2 separate regions of the Mus musculus genome follow, and region 1 is linked to region 2. The links are chromatin contacts, called in public Hi-C maps. All regions are on one chromosome and are shown on one strand. The core of a region is the stretch at or near the end of the contact, and the rest is flanking DNA. Distances in the headings are between cores, read along the strand shown. Region 1 has its middle 85 kb from the start of Fut10. Region 2 holds the start of Rnf122 (ring finger protein 122).

Evidence for each region. Hi-C and Micro-C count contacts between places; a contact is called where the count stands out from the background.
Region 1: a Hi-C map of uterus shows a contact between it and region 2, with 2.8 times the contacts expected there. The contact joins the enhancer-like site here to the promoter of Rnf122 in region 2. A contact is called at or near these places in 2 of 39 promoter capture datasets (the HPC-7 cell line and frontonasal cranial neural crest), 2 of 484 Hi-C or Micro-C datasets (muscle stem cells and uterus) and 1 of 115 datasets of contacts at active chromatin or transcription factors (embryonic stem cells).

The regions. Positions count from the first base shown.
Region 1 is chr8:31,269,890-31,274,550 of GRCm38.p6, forward strand. No RefSeq gene overlaps it. Among named protein-coding and RNA genes, the nearest start is that of Fut10, 85 kb to the left of the region's middle. Within about 2 kb of position 3,157, at least 58 of the 459 cell types and tissues checked have an H3K27ac peak or open chromatin away from gene starts, as enhancers often do. A contact at or near this core is called in muscle stem cells and uterus, where this site is marked.
Region 2 is chr8:31,108,860-31,113,098 of GRCm38.p6, forward strand. It overlaps Rnf122 (ring finger protein 122), which reads left to right and starts at 2,968. Exons shown (of 6, transcript NM_001368375.1): 1 at 2,968-3,313. The coding sequence starts at 3,289. It overlaps Gm40484 (a long non-coding RNA gene), which reads left to right. Exons shown (of 2, transcript XR_870300.1): 2 at 32-366.

The DNA.
Region 1 (4,661 bases), core at 1,907-4,406, 160 kb after region 2:
CACATATGTTAAAGTCGTGCAGCTTGGTCTACTTTTGAGACTCTTAATAGTAGGAGCAGGGGCTGCCTCTGACTCTGTTGCCTGCCTCCTTTGGGACCCTTTCCTCCTACTGGGTTGCCTCCTCCAGCCTTAATAGGAGAGAAGGTGCCTGGTCTTACTGCAACTTGATAGGCTATGGCTGGTGGATAGCCATGGGAGGCCTGCCATTTTCTGAAGAGAAATGGAGGTGGTGGTAGCAGGGGGGAAGGATTGGGAGCTGGGAGGAGAAACTGGTTGGTGGTTGGGAATGTAAACAAAGGAAAAAAAAAAAAGGACAAATACTCCCATCCCTAACCCAGAGATGATCCCCAATTGATAAGCATTTGTAATGAAAATTCAGTGTTCTCCAAGAGAGTCTCACTAGGGAAACAAACTATTATTCAGGTAGTCTGCATGCCCAACAGTAGATGGCAACAGAAAACAAACTTAACAGCATCACCGGAGGCTCCTGTCTCATTATGTCATGTCAGGGCTGGTTTCTTTTTGGATTTTATCTTATTTTACTATATATATTCTCTTTTTACCCCACAGTTCTTTTGCATATATATTATGGTTTCCAGTTTCATTTTTATGGGATTCTTGACTGTGTGAAAAAAAACAACAACAACAAACGTGTCCTTGTGACTATGTAAATTTCATGTGCTTTTTTGGGGGACTCTTCCTTCTGTTTGTTTTTGTTTCTATTTTGATGTATTAGTTTCTATTCTATTCTATTCTATTCTATTCTATTCTATTCTATTCTATTCTATTCTATATTTTACCATAAAGACCTGCTTGACTTTTTTTTTTTTTTTCTATGATAGGGTCTCAAGTAGCCCAGACTGGCCTTGAGCTCGTCACCATCTCTCAAGTAGTGATTTTATGCAGTGCTGAGGATCGAACCTGGGTCCTCATGGTTGCTAGGTTAGTGCTCTCCCCACTGAGTCACACAGTCAGCCCTCAAACTTGTTTGTTTTCTAAGGAGAGAAAGAGATGAAGTGGATCCAGATGGGAGGGGAAGTGGAGAGGAACCAGGAGGAGGAGAGGGATAGAAATCATAACCAGGGTATATTATGTGAGAAATATAAAGCTATTTTCAATAAAGGGGGGGGTGTTCAGCTCTGCAGTTGGTACATCTAGAAGCAATCATTCCTATAGAAATGTCTGAACGAGCCAGTGCTTACTTAACGGGAGCACCTCCAAAGGGTCAAGTTTTATCCTACGGGCTGCGTCCAATCACCATCTACACATGTGCATAGGCTGGACAGCGGCTTGCTTCCAAGGGCTTGCCATTGTTATATCCATCCCCACCCCCAAAGAAAAATCTCAGTCCTGTCAGGAATTATCCAACTCCTTGGCAACAGGAATAAACACTGGAGTTAAAAAATATAAAAGGGGGGCTGGTGAGATGGCTCAACGGTTAAGACCACCGAATGCTCTTCTGAAAGGTCCTGAGTTCAAATCCCAGCAACCACATGGTGGCTCACATCCATCTGTAATGAGATCTGATGCCCTCTTCTGGAGTGTCTGAAGACTGCTACAGTGTACTACATATAATAAATAAATAAATTTTAAAAAAAATAAAAGGAAAAAGAGACAGAAGAAGAAACAGAAAACCAAGGTTCACATAGAAACAGATTGCTACCTGTGATAGCAAACGATTGAAGTCAATTAAAATGGGGATTTCCAGCAAACAAGGTATTTTCCAATTTTCTCTTTGTAAAGCAATTGTAACCAAGAGCTAATAGTCATTTAAAGTTATTAGATCATTGGAAGAGTTATGAAAGAGGGTTTTGATATAAAAATGACAGATGCTCATATTAAAAGATGGGGCTTTATTATTTTCCATGACGAAGAGAGGCCTAGTAAGGTCCCAACCCCCACTTTTCCTGAGCCAGAACCTTCTCCTCCCCAAGCGTTGACGATCTTGGTTTGGGGGCCTTTGGACTCAAGCTTGGAATTCCACTGCCACCCCTACTGCCTGCCCTTTTCAGTTCTTGAATAATTCTTGGACCAGGAATTATACTCAGAGCCCCCCTTTTTCTCCAGCTGCAGGGAGTAGGCAGAGGGGCTTCTTGGCAACTATAATCACATGAGCCAAGACCCTCAATAAATCTCATGACATCTGTCTAAGTCTATCTATATGCCTGTCTTCCTCTATAGCTGCGTCAATATCATCTATATTTATCTCCTATTGACTCTTTCCAAAATTCGTATTCTCATCCATGTTTTGAAAGTCAAATATTCCCAAATAAACTTTACCAAACAGATGTTCCTTGAATTAGAAAGTGCTTTCAGAATACCATTTATAAGTTCAACATGCCTTCTGTCCATCTAGAGTGCTATATTCCATCTCAGGCAGAGTACCCTATGAAGTGCTCTTGTTTCCCCCCAGGATCCTGCGTCTTGCTGGAGTCTGACCTGCTGCCGCCACCAGGCCTCACTAGAGAGTCTCAGATTGCATGACCCCAGTGTGGGAAGAGATTTAAATTCAAAATTGGAACTACAGTCCCATAAATGTGTATTACTTTCATAACATCATGAAGTTGAAAATACTGTAAGTTGAGCCATCATATGTCTGGGCCCATCTGTTATAAAAAGATTCTCAAATTTTCCCAAACTCTAGAAGACTAGCAGCATGGGACAGACAAGTATGGAGAATGTAGAGAAAGAGTTATAGAAGCCCATTCTCGGGTGATAGAAAGACTTTTAAGCTGCTGGGGCAGACTGCTCAGTGGAGCTGATCTACAGATAGTTCCAGAAAGAAAGGCTTCCTGTGTCTCCCCTCCCCTACTTCCTCCCACCCTCCCCACTCCCAGAAAGTGAACACTTCATTTGCAAGAATTCCCCCGACAGGAAATACAATGTTGCAAACTTTGGGCTTTGGGACAGACTCATAACAGGGACAAATTTCAATGCTCTAAAAAGTGCTCTGTGAGCCTTTGGCTTCTGAAGACATGTCGCCGAGCCAAGCTACCATAGTTGGCTCTCAGTGTGGGAGGCTTAGGTACCCTCAGCCCTGCCACCGGTCACTGCTGACTGCGGCTCGATCCACAGAACCATTACACCCTCAGCCGCACGCAGTCCCCGCCGAGGTTGCACAATCCTGCAGTGAACTGGAGGGCCGTGCGTAGGAGGTGGAAAACAAGAAGGGAATGACCCGTGGTGAGCTGGTGTGGACTAGAATCTGTTCTGGCTGTGGGGAGGAGGGCCTTGCTGTAGAACTTTGTTCAACAGTGATCTCATCTCTGGCGAGCTCTGCGGTGACCCTGGAAAAGACTTTTTAGTCTGTGTCAACTTGATCAGAACCTCTAGACGAAACATGCAAGTTCAGCCAAACCATGTGTTCAATGTTTGTTTGACAGTCTTCATTGCGCTGGGAAATCTCAAAAGAGCTCTGCCTACCCTCATTGTCTTCTTTTCTGTCATCGGCACGAACAAATTTGGGAGGCGGGGGTGGGGGGTATTTGACAGTGTAAGCACAATATGCTATTATATGGCAGTTTGGGATTTGAACAGATTTGTAGATGACCGGAAGGTGATGAGAAGGACCAAGGGCCTGAATGTGTCTACCAGAGTTGACAAGATATTTGACATATTCTCTTACCCATTCTCAAGAGAGCAGAGACTGGGCTCTCTTGAGTGTATATATTTCCTTCAGGCTCTACCCACTGGGATAACTGGTTAATTTAGAATAGTCATGGCTTGTTTTCGACTGTTATGTAGGAGGGTAGCGTAGTCTAGGCTAATCTGAAATGAGTACAGCTGGGGGTGAGTGTCAGCTACTTTAGTCATCTTGCATAGACTCCCATCAGTCAAAGCCTGCTTTGGCAACTATCCAAGAAAGAAGGCAGCAACAAGCTGCTCTTCCCAGTGGGGGATTTCACTGTCCATTTGGGTCCCTATGTTTACTGAATTTCAAAGAAACCATGGCAACCATAGTTGTCTCTGTGTCCTCTCCCCTAAATGTTTCTGGTCCCATCTGTTAGCTATTCACTGATAAAAATCTATTTTTCCTTTCTCCTCTTTTCATTGTAAACGGAGGGAGAGTTCTGAGTTACTTTGAAAAAGTTAAAATTTAAACGTACTTGGCTTGGTAAATTTTTGACTAGGGGGCCAGAGAGATGGCTCAGCAGGCAAAGGCACTTGCTGCCGAGTCTGATGACCTGAGTTCAGCCACCAAATGGTAGACGAGAACTTACTCCTACAAGCTGTCCTCTGACACTCATAGCTGTGCCCTGTCACATGGATGTGTGTGTGCGTGACACATACACACACATACACACAGACACAGACACAGACACACACACACACACACACACACACTAAATGTTGCAAACCTATATGTTATATAACATCTTCATACTTTCTCTTCACTCATCTTTGAGAGATTGTTTTATGTAGCCTGAGCTAACCTGGAACTCACTGCCTAGCAGGAGCTAGCCTTGACCAGCCCGTCACCCCCCAATTCTGGGATTACTGGGTCACTACACTTGGCTCCTCTTTCTTAATCTTCACTGACATATGAACACAGTCCCTTGTTTGCTTTGTCAGAACGTTCTTGTGCAATGTTGTGAGATGTATCATCACAGAGCAGGGATGTCCCCCTCTCCACACCACACACTTAGTCCCCTTTGTCACCG
Region 2 (4,239 bases), core at 1,718-4,217:
AATCAGGATTACTCCCCCCCCCCCTTTGTAGTTTTAGGTCACAGCAAAACAGACAGGAAGCCTCAGAAGATTCCCACATACTTCCTGCCTCAACTCATGCACAGCGTCCGCCATGACCACCCCCACCGAAAAGATGGATGTCTTACAACTGTTTAATTTACACAGACACGGTGGGTCCGCCCCACTCAATCCCAATTCGGGAGGCAGAGGTAGGTGGATCTCTGTGAGTTCAAGGTCAGCCTGGTTTACAGAGCAAGTCCCAGGCTATTCGGAGGTGATGGCAAAAAAAGGAATTGGAAGCCCACCTGGCCTTAAATAGCCCAACACACAAACTTTCGTGCACCAACTCACTTACACACACACACACATACACACACACACACATTCTCTCTCTCTTTCTCTCTCTCTCTCATACACACACACACATGCACACCACACATCCACTCCCTCTCATATATCTAATTTTTCATATACACACACATATGCACACATACTTACACACTTTCTGTTTCTCTTTCGAATACACATGCACACTAACACACACACAGAAAGATTAAAACAAAATCAGTCAAAAAAGAAGACACTGAGATGACTCAGGGAGTATAAGTTTGCTTGCTGCCAAGCCTCACAAACTGAGTTTGAGTCCCAGGACTCAAATGTTGTTCGAAGGAGAGAAGGACGTCCACAACTCTCATGCAGTGGCACGGATGGCATCCCCTCAGTTAAAAACAAAACAGAACATAACAGAACTTTTGTACAAGAAAAGCTGAGAGCTGCCAGGCTGGTGACCAGCACTCAGGGAAGGCAAGCATCCAGAAGACAGGCAGCGGCTGGCTGAAGAGCTATGAACGGTACACAGAGCTGCAAGCACCACAACCCAGGAGAAGTGAAGAGGCAAAGGCAAGAATCAGAAGGATACATGAGAAGAGGAATTCTTGATCAGTATCAAATCAGCATACTAATTTCTCTCCACAGCTGCAGGGTTGGTACAGGGAACAAGGCACATCAGAAGTAGGTGGATCTCTGTGAGTTCAAGGCCAGCCTAGTGTTCTGGAGCACTTTTTCGCCCCCAAGACAGGGTTTCTTTGTGCAGTCCTAGCTGTCCTGGAACTCACTCTGTAGACCTGGCCTCTGGAGCACTTTGGTGGAGCACGCCTTTAATCCCAGCACTTGGGAGGCAGGCGGATTTCTGAGTTTGAGGCCAGCCTGATCTACAGAGTGAGTTCGAGGCCAGCCAGGACTGCACAGAGAAAACCTGTCTCAAAAACTCAAAACCATCCAAACAAACAAACAAACAAAACAATATCTGGGCTTAAGCTCCAGAGTTAGTAAATGTCACATTTCTCCCTGGGGCTCTAAAGTGGAGGGGGTGGGGTTTAGGGGAGGATCCGAGAGGCCTTTAGAAACCCTTTGCAGTGATCCCACTAAGACAGCCAGGCGGTGGTGCCACATACACAACTCTCAAGAGACAGAGGTAGTCAAACCTCTATGTTTGGGGTTAGCCTGGCTACATAGTTAATAACCCCTGTTTCATAACAATAACAACAACACCTAGAAATTTGATCTGTACACGACACTGCCCCCACTAAATTGATGAACTACAGTGAGCCTTCCATATTGTTAAGTTACACAAATATTGGGGGGTGGGGGGTATGCAACTTGATGTTAAGGGAAGTACGGTGTATATGCAAACACCACAATCACCGTCCACAAAGGCCTTCTGGATTTGGAGACTATCCGACCATCCCCAGAGATAAGAAGATTGCATTTGTTCCAGCAGCCCTGAGATGCAGGTCAGGATATTTGATACTTTAACGACTGTGCTTGGAAATGGCAAAACATTCATTCGCATGCATTAGCTCGCTCAGGGGCCAGAGACTCAGTTCCAACAAATCAATAGTGGGATGATAAGTCCTGACAAAGGAAGAGCAGGCCGTTTTGCTTGCTTATTTGTGGGTCTACTCAACACACTGCTTCTGAACGTGGCTGTGGCGCCTTGCACCGGGGTACTTTCAATGATACTCTATGCACTGATGGTAATACTTTCTTTTAAGTGGAAAGATAAACAAAAGCATACATAAACAAGCCTGAGTATGGTGGCACAGGCCTTTCATCCTAGCACCCTGGAGACAGAGGAGGGCAGATCTCTGGAGTTGGAGGTCAGTTAGGACCAAATAGCTTTCCATTAGCAAAATAATAAACATATAAAATAAACTATGCAATGTCATCCAAAATAAATAATACTACATGGAGATTTGAGATCCCCCCCCCCCTTCATCCCCTGTCCATTCAACACCGAAGCAAGACCCCTGTCCCGGCCATTGACAAAGCCAGTTTCCGGGTTTTCGCCACAGTCTAGGAGATTGGAATCCTGGCACGGTATGGCCTTCAGCTTTAGGCCTTATTCTTGTTTGTAAAAGAAGGCTCTGTCCTGAAGTGATGTGAGAACAATAGCCCTTTGAAGATGGAGTTTTGAGTTTCATCTGCTTTGCCCTCTTTGCCTCAGTTCTCTCCTTTCGCGGTGGGTCTGGGAATGCGCTAGCTGCCACGCATAACCAGGTCTAAAGGCGAAGGACAAGTGGAACCAACTCCCAGGACTGCCTTCTACAGAGCTATAGAAATTCGAGACAGACACGGATCTGTAGGCGGAAAACAAAAGTGGCACTAATCCTCGTGTCATTCCACCACCATAGCCCTCCCCGCCCGGGTCCTAGGAGGCGGCGATCTTCGCCCCCTGCAGGCGTCGCCTCTCACGCCGTTCTGCAGGCTAGGGACTCCCCAGGTCTGGCTAGGAGGCGGGGTAGGAATCTACCCAGAAAAAAGCTCCCCTGTCCAGAGGGTAAACTGGCTTGTAAATAATACCCCAGGGCAGGAGAAAGGCTCCCATTGGCCGGAGGGCAGGTGACGAAAAGGGGGCGGGCTCCCGGGAGGGAGCAGTCCTAGGGAGGGGGGTGTGAGCCGTGCGGTGTCAGTTTTCGGAATCCCAGCGCGCACTGCTCAGCGCAGTGGGACCCAAGCCCGGCTTCGTGTCCTGGCTACTGCCTTCTCGGCCGGGCATCCCGGCTCTCTCGGCTGCCCTCCCGGCCCGGGCCCTCGGTAGGGCTTCGCTCCGAAAAGACTTTGCTTCCTCCTCTGCCCTCTTTGTTGCTCTGCAAACCGGCCTCTCTGTAACCCTTGACTCCACTCCTCCGGGAGTTGCATCTCCATCCCGGCGGTCTCAGTGCACAGCCCCTCCAGCTCCAACACCTTGCCTCGGTTTGCTCCCGGAAGCCGACCTTGACTTCATTGATGCACCCATTCCAGTGGTGTAACGGTGAGTCCCTGGACCGGTGGGAGAACAGGGACCGCGCAGGTTCAGGTCCTGAGCCGAGTTTCCCGGTGTCTGGGACGGCCCAGAAGGCGTCCTGGCGCCCTGCTGGGCTCTGCACAGCGCGCAGTTAGAAAGATCCCATTCACTTTGTTGGGAATAAAGGGGGTCTGGAAGCGAGTGGAGGGCCAGGGGCGTGTGAGCCGAGTCTTCCCGGCCTTTGTATGGCGGTCCATCTCTTCTACCCCTTCGCCTGCCTTTGTGCGCTCTCAAACTCTGTTCTTTGTTGTGGTGGTTGGAGAATTAAATCCGCGCTCGGGCTAGGATCTCCTAGAGGGAGCTCAAGTTCCGGTTCTGAAACTTTGCAGGCTATTTTAAATATGTATACAGTGCAGCGTGCGGGACAAGGCGCGGGGTGACTTTCTTTTTCTTTGTTGGTTTTCACTGGCTCCTAGGGGCCAGACGCTGGATTAAAAGAGCGTCGCTTTACTGAATAGATAAAGCCTTGCAGAAAGAAAGCTGGGCCCCCAGCTCAGGGCTGGCCTGGCAAAAGCTTTGCTTTCTGGCAATAAGGCCAGACCCTGGGGTCTGCTTTCAGCCTAGGTGGTGACGGTACCTTCCAGCACAGCCAGCCACCCACCACCAACCGCTTCCCACACCCCACCGCGTGATGATGCTAAATTAGTTCATCTGAGGCTTTGGGGCAGCTCAGGTGTTACAGGTTAGAAAGCGGGTCTGGATTTCCTGTCTAGGCTACCTGTTGGATCTTTCTGAGCCAAGTCTTCGATGTTAATACCACCCACCCTTCCCCCAGAAGTACCCAAAATCTTGATCACTTTTTCTAGGCAAGTTGGCGAGGTGGAAAGAAGCTAACTTTTTTTTTTTTAAGTTTTTTGGTATGGCAGTCTGGTTGCTTGTGAAAAATCCATTCT